2 separate regions of the Triticum aestivum genome follow, and region 1 is linked to region 2. Evidence: chromatin contacts called from public Hi-C data. All regions are on one chromosome and are shown on one strand. Each heading gives the region's core, a stretch centred on a gene start, on an enhancer-like site or on the middle of the called end of the contact. The rest is flanking DNA. Distances are from core to core; before and after follow the strand shown.

Region 1 (3,571 bases), core at 617-3,116, 280 kb before region 2:
TCCTCACGTGCGTCTGCAAGTACGCGTACACGTACGCCAATGAGAGAAGCGAGATCCTGGCCAGGATTGTGCTTTTCCCGGTGTGCCAAACGTATCTAGGGTTCAGATAGACCGGGATTAGAGAGGTCAGGGTACAGACTTCAGGGATTTGAAGGTGAGGGTTTATTTGCGTCCGCCTCTACAATCTCAGGGTTTATTTCCTCTTCAAATAGCGGTTCTTGTCGATCACCAACAAGCTGTCCATTCCGTATTTCCGTACAAACCACACACAATCTCACCGCGTGCAACAAAGCTTATAGCACAAAACAATTAGCAAGGCGTGGCATGCCGCACGAACTCTGTCACCGCCCCGCAGCAACAGTGCCATCCTCTTGGGGCTCTCGGTCGTCCCTGACCACCTGCACGGCGGGCGCGGCCTCTCTGGCCCGCGAGAAGGACAGCCGGCCGAAGCCCCAGTGGCCGACGTCGTACATCTCCATCCACGCCTTCTCCGTCACGCTCACCCTCATCCTGCCATCCCCGAGCAAATTTACATCATTGGTGTTCTCCCACCAACCCGAGGCGGCAGTCCGGCTCATCCCGCCCCAGTCCCCCTCCTTGCTCGCCCGCGCGGCGCCGCCACTGCCGCCCAGCCCCTCCACCTGGTACAGCTGGTCGTCCAGGTCCCGGACGCGCCTCGTCTTCCGCAGCACGCCCCTGCTGATACGCCGCGTCTTGGCGCGCCTGACCCATCGCCGGCCGGCCACGTAGGGCGCCTTGACGAGCGCCAGCGTGAAGCAGCTCACCACGGCGCACGGGCAGCAGCACAGTGCCACGCAGTTGGCCACGGCCGACGCGCCGCATGTCCCGCATGACTGCCTGGCGGAGCGTCGCGCGGGCTCCTCCTCGCAGAGTGCGGGGAACCGGTACGGTGGTGACGACGCCATTGCCACCGGCCGAACGCGCCGACGGTACGTAGACTCGGCCAGTATGAGAGGAGTCGCTGACTTCTTGCCTGGAATCAACAAAGGAAGTAGTACATGGTCAGCGAATGTCGTTATCGATGGGTTGGAGACAGTAATTAAGCTGTGATTCAGTAGTACAATGTCACGCCAGCATGATATTATAATCTGTGAAGCAGACTGGAGACCCGGTGCAATGGACTGATGGTTTTGGTTTGAACGACAGCGCAGTGCTGGCCGGATAACCGCGTGTACTGCCTTTTAAAATGTGCTACAGTATAGACGTAGTTGTAGCTAACTACTTATATATCTAGAGACAAAAAAACAAATCATTTCGACAGAAGAAGAGAAGAGCAATCCTAGGTCTGGCGGAAAATACCCAAATACTAGGATAGAACATTTGGAAGATGATATGGGAAGCACGTCTCGGAACTCCCCTTTTTCCTTCTGCAAACACGTTCGTGACGACGACCACCAGGAATCGTTCCCTCTTGATCTCTTCCTTCCGCAAATAAACACTGACTTAGGTCAAGGCATGCACAAGTCGATCGAATCGAATCGAATCAGCGATACATTCGGCTTCCCAAACTAATAACATGTTCAACAAATGCGAAGAAACGCAGGAAAACGAAACGATCGATGCTTCTTACAGCATTACCGGGCAATTGGGTCGCAAGAAAGCTAAACGCGGGACTTATGTCCTGATAAGAGAAATCACTAACCACGCATGGGCATGTCATATTCAGCGAGCGTAGCGAGAATTCGGACTCACCTGGGAATGGAGGGAGATGGAAACCTGAGGATCTCGACTCTCCCGCGGCTATCTACGCGCGGGCGAGGACTACGGCTACCGGCACTAGGAACCTGCCGGCCGCACGCGTCGTCGCGACGGTTGAGAGGAAAGAAGACGCGAGGGAGAGATGTCTTGCAAGGGGGCGGAATGGAATAAGCTTGCAAACGGAGAAGGGTTTTAAGCAGGCTGGAGAATGATAGACGTGGGATAAACTAGAATTGAACTGTTGCGATTGCAAGTAATTCAAAAGAAAAAAGAATGCTGAACTGTCAACTTATGGCAGATTGACTCTTCTGCCATGTATGTGGCTTTCATGTTTTTTTTTTGGGTTCGTTGGCAAACACAAACTATTGTTGGAAACTGACTGTTTCGTTATGTCATAGCAGCCTTCTCTTATCCTTTTTACAGCAAGAAAAATAGCTCCTCATTCATTACTTATTATCCATGCATGCTTTTGGCAGCTTTTGACAAGGTTGCATACCCATCCACTATATCTTTTGAACTGAATGTTCAACTTATATTTCGTTTCATCTTTAAATTTGAATCTACTATAGAACCGAAAGTCCAATTTATATTTCGTTTGCATATTCGTGTTCCTTGCCACGAGGACTTTCAAACAAGATAAAACCTAAAAACATTTTGAGAACATTAATTCTTTTGCCAAGTTTCAAATGTCAATACTTGGTAGTTGCAATATTAAGTCTTACTAGGTTTCGTAAAGTTTTAGAGCATCTATAGCCGGACTGAACAAATTTGGCCCCTCAAACGTCGGCGGACGCGCCCGGTTAGCGTCTGGGCTTGTCCACTTTGGCTTCCTATTTTTTCGTTCACGCAGCCATGTCCATCACTTTTGTTCTTATATGTCCTGTCACCGGTATGTGATTGTTGGAGAAGGAGAGAGAGAAAGAAAATAAATAATAAGGAAAGAAAAAAGATGCTCTATGGCGGGCCCAATCCTATGTGACGAACGTAGAACCACTGACGGACAAACCCAGGCACTCCGCATACTCATCTCATATATGAGATGAATATGAGGGTTGCCGGACAGCTCGAACATTTAAGGAGGCTTTGAGGGGTCCGGTTGGATCAATTTTTTGCTTCTCTCTCATGTCCAGCTAGTGGTCCCTACGTCCGCCTGGTCAATTTAAGGAGTCCTGCTATAGATGTTCTTATCAAGTTTCATTTGCTTTTATGGTTTAGGGTTTAAGGCTTGTGGGTTAGGGTTTAGGGTTTTAAGGTTGCGGGGTTAAATTCTAGTATCTGAAACTTGGTGAATTTATCATTCGATAAGTTTTAGTAGTTGAAACTTGTTAAGTTTTGAAAAGTTGTCAAAGGTATTTAAAAAGTGATCATGTTTCAAAGCCCTTGCCACAAGGAAAACAAATATGCAAATGAACTATAAATTAATATTTTGGTTAAAATATATAATGGATTGAAATTTGAAAGTCAAAAATAAAAATATCAGAGGAGGGATTGTGGAGCTACCAAAAGATACAAAAAGTTGCAAGCATCGACCTCATCAAAGGTAATTAAGGGCTAAAGCGCATGCAAAAAGTAAACCACGAGACAATCTGATGGCCACAAATATGCGTGCCACAAATCGCTTCTCACCATACACCTTCCCATGGGAGAATCTAACCAAGTAGTATATTCATAGGTCACACCATTCGCTCCATGTGGGCAATTTTCAAATTATATCCTGCCGAAATCCATGTATAAGTTAGAGAATCTATAGTCGGACATCCCTCAAACGCTCGGGCGGACAACCCGGTCACTAACCGGTCACAAAAATTCAACCCAGACAGGTGCCCCAACCGGGTCTCAAGCGCCTGGACTG
Region 2 (3,627 bases), core at 846-3,345:
CCGTGTGACGGCAACCCCGCCCCCTCCAGTTTATCCTCCGTCATAGTTTCCGTTGTGCTTGGCGAAGCCCTGCGGAGATTGTTCTTCACCACCACCATCACCATGCCGTCGTGCTGCCGGAACTCATCTACTACTTCGCCTCTCTTGCTGGATCAAGAAGGCGAGGACGTCATCGAGTTGAACGTGTGCTGAATGCAGAGGTGCCATACACTTGATACTTCATTGGGACAGATCGTGAAGGTATATGACTACACCAACCACGTTGATAAACGCTTCGCTTAGCAATCTTAAAGGGTATGAAGATACTCTTCCCCTCTCGTAGTTATGCATCTCCATGGATAGATCTTGCGTGTGCATAGATTTTTTTTGTTTTCCATGAAACGTTCCCCAAGAAAGTAAGCATTGGATAGTATTGGCGATCTTAAGGCCCCGGGTATGGATGGGCTTCCAACACTTTTCTATCAGCATTACTGGAGTTTGGTTGGTGATTCTGTGATGCCAGAGGTTTTGCATGTATTGCGAGGCGGCAACATGTCGGAGGGATGGAACGACACTCTGGCAGTGTTAATCCCAAAGGTACAAAATCCAGAGACTCTGAAAGATTTACGCCCAATTAGCCTTTGCAATGTAGTGTACAAGCTCGTGTCCAAGGCCTTGGCCAACCGGTTGAAAACTATATTGGAAGATATTATTTCACCTAATCAGAGTGCCTTTGTGCCCGGGAGATTGATATCAGATAACACGATCTTGACATATGAGATGACCCGCTTCTTCAAGAGGAAAAGGTCGGGGAGCACAAGCTTTGCAGCCCTCAAGTTATATATGAGCAAGGCATACAATCGTGTCGAGTGGGGTTTTCTCGAGAAGGTCATGAAGTAGGTTGGGTTTGCGCAAGGTTTTATCAAACTCATCAGTATGTGCATAAGGACAGTCAGATTCCGATTTAAGGTGAACGAGTCATGCACTGAACAAGTGATCCGAGGCCGTGGGCTGCGACAGGGTGATCCAATATCACCGTATATCTTCACATTATACTACTTCAGGCGGAACAAAATGAACACATCAAGTCATCTACTGTTCGTGGACTCACTTCTCCTGTTCGAAGCCAACCCGGAGAGCATCGCTGCAATCAATCAGATCCTACATGTCTATGAGATGGGCTCCTGTCAGGTGATAAACAGAGACAATTGTGCTATCCTCTTTAGCTAGGGCTGGGCATATAAACCGAAAACCGATGTCCCGAACCGAATTAACCGGCACCGAAGCCGAATTCACCGAAACCGGGAACTTCGGTTGTATGTCCGGTTGCCATTTGATGAAAACCGAATTTTGTCCGGTGAATTCGGGTTTATTGCTGGGGTAACCGAATAGACCGAAACCCGAGAAAACATAGGGGTCCGACCTGCACGTCTGTTGCTGTACTCAAGTGCTCTTTCCACTTCTCGAGTGCACTGAGTCCAACGGCCGCATCAGGAAGAGGCGAACCTGAGTAGTACCACAGTGAGCCACCGTCGCTATATATTTTGTCTAAAAGACAAAGTACTAGTAGTAGTACTTCTCTGGGGTACTACCTCCGTCCTGGTTTATAGGTCCCCTTGACTAAAGGAGCTGCCACCGCTAATTTTATAGAGTAAAGTTTTGCTCGGGAGAATCAATAGCAGTAGTGGCTACTAGTAGCTAGTACACAGACCTATAAGCACTGCACAGAATAAAAGTATAGATGCTCCTGCTGCTAGTATGTGTACTGTACATTCATCAGAATAGAGGTAGTGATTCCGTCTGTTATTTACTCGGTGCTGTTCGGTAGAACCGACGACCAAACCGAAATTTCGGTGCAGAGAATCATCAGTTAGCTAATATTCTACTGACCGATCGGTCTGTGCTTTGCCAAAACCGAAATTTTGAATTGACCGAGGAACCGATCCGATCGGTTCGGGGGAACCGAACGCCCAGCCCTCTTTAGCCGCATATATAAAAACAGGAGTTTTAGTCGTAGGGAAAAACAAGCAACAGGTCGTATTTTTCAGATATAAAATAACTGGACGGGCTACAGCCGTCCGATCACGTCGACCTTTTTCTTTGAATGCAATCGGATCACGTCGACCTTGTGGTGCCCGCACAACTCTCCAACGGGGAAAAAAAATCGAACCAGGCCACGAGAAGGGACAGGCCACTACCATGGCGACCGCGTGCTTCCACCTTCGCCTCTGCCCCCGCTTCCGCGCCTTCGCGTCCTTCTCCTCTCGCCCCCTCCTCGCTACCCACCCCAGGACCCTTCCCCTACGACGCACCGGCCCGGCTACGCCGCTCGCCGCCCGCACGCGCCGCGGGTTCGGCTCCTCCATGGCCGCCGCCCCGCCCAACGAGGATGACGACTTTGCCACAGGTTAGCAGCCGCTTCCAGGAACTCTTCGTTACTCGGATTGTAGCTTATATCTCTAATTCTCTTACTACGTTGTTGTTATTGCACGGTGTAGCTGCGGACCTGCGGTTCGACCAGCCGCTCAAGGTAGTGCAGTACCCCGACCCCGTCCTGCGCGCACGCAACAAGCGCATCAACACCTTCGACGACAACCTTCGCTCCCTCGCGGACGAGATGTTTGATGTCATGTACAAGTGAGTCTGGACGTAAAGCCATGTGCCTTTTACCTTGCCTCTGCTGTGCGCACCGGAGCTGTTTGATGAAATGCACATGAGGTTGCCGTGCCACTTTCTTTACTAAATATATGCACGGTATCGTTAATTTGAGCACCACTGGCTTGTAGAAGTCCATATAGTGCTCTGATTTTTGCCTCTTCCTGTATACACTGACTTTCCATACACCCCCAGAGTCGCTAGGTGGTTAGGGACCTTGACACTATCAACCGATAGACAAGAGATGCACATGTGTGCACATCTCCTACGTTCTCTAGTATTTTATATGCATTGCTCTTGTCAAATTAGCAAATTGAGGTGTCATTTATACTCATGAGGCTATCTGAGGCTCTGAGCCCTGGAATGGTCAGGTAGTTGTGCATGAGTGCACATGGTGCTACTGCTATAGTTAATATTTTTTTTTATCTGGGCTATATGTCATATTACTCATTTACTTATGGTGGACCTGAAATGCCTTAGTCATATTCTAGTGGGTGCAAATATCCCGTCATAACCTCATAGGCCTCTCCGCTGTTTTTAGAAAGGATTGACCTGGTTTCATGCTACAGGACTGATGGCATTGGTCTCTCGGCACCACAAGTTGGAGTGAACGTGCAGCTCATGGTATTCAACCCAGCTGGGGTGAAAGGGGAAGGAGAGGAAATTGTCCTTGTCAACCCAGTAGTTTACAAGTTCTCAAAGCGATTGTCAGTCTATGAAGAAGGGTGCTTGTCGTTCCCTGGAATATATGCCAATGTGCTGGTGAGAGTAGCCTTTATCTTTGCTCTTATTAAGATCTAAGTTGTTGGCTGTGTCTGTTCACCTCTTGAGTTACTAGCAATTACTGGTTGCCATCCATTCTATGGAGGACATACGGTTGAGTCAATTATATATTTTTGAGATAACTTTTCAACATTTGCACAAAACCCAGGTGCTATGGTGGCATAAGCATTTAACTGATAACTAGATGATACCCTGCGTGTTGCTGCAAGA

Evidence for each region. Hi-C and Micro-C count contacts between places; a contact is called where the count stands out from the background.
Region 1: a Hi-C map of leaf shows a contact between it and region 2, with 7 times the contacts expected there. The contact joins the promoter of LOC123065465 here to the promoter of LOC123070194 in region 2. A contact is called at or near these places in 2 of 5 Hi-C or Micro-C datasets (both in leaf).

The regions. Positions count from the first base shown.
Region 1 is chr3B:429,766,745-429,770,315 of IWGSC CS RefSeq v2.1, reverse strand. It overlaps LOC123065465, which reads right to left and starts at 1,866. Exons shown (of 1, transcript XM_044488736.1): 1 at 199-1,866. The coding sequence starts at 926. The coding sequence ends at 342.
Region 2 is chr3B:429,490,582-429,494,208 of IWGSC CS RefSeq v2.1, reverse strand. LOC123070194 (peptide deformylase 1B, chloroplastic) reads left to right here and starts at 2,095. Exons shown (of 7, transcript XM_044493265.1): 1 at 2,095-2,386; 2 at 2,478-2,616; 3 at 3,204-3,396. The coding sequence starts at 2,179.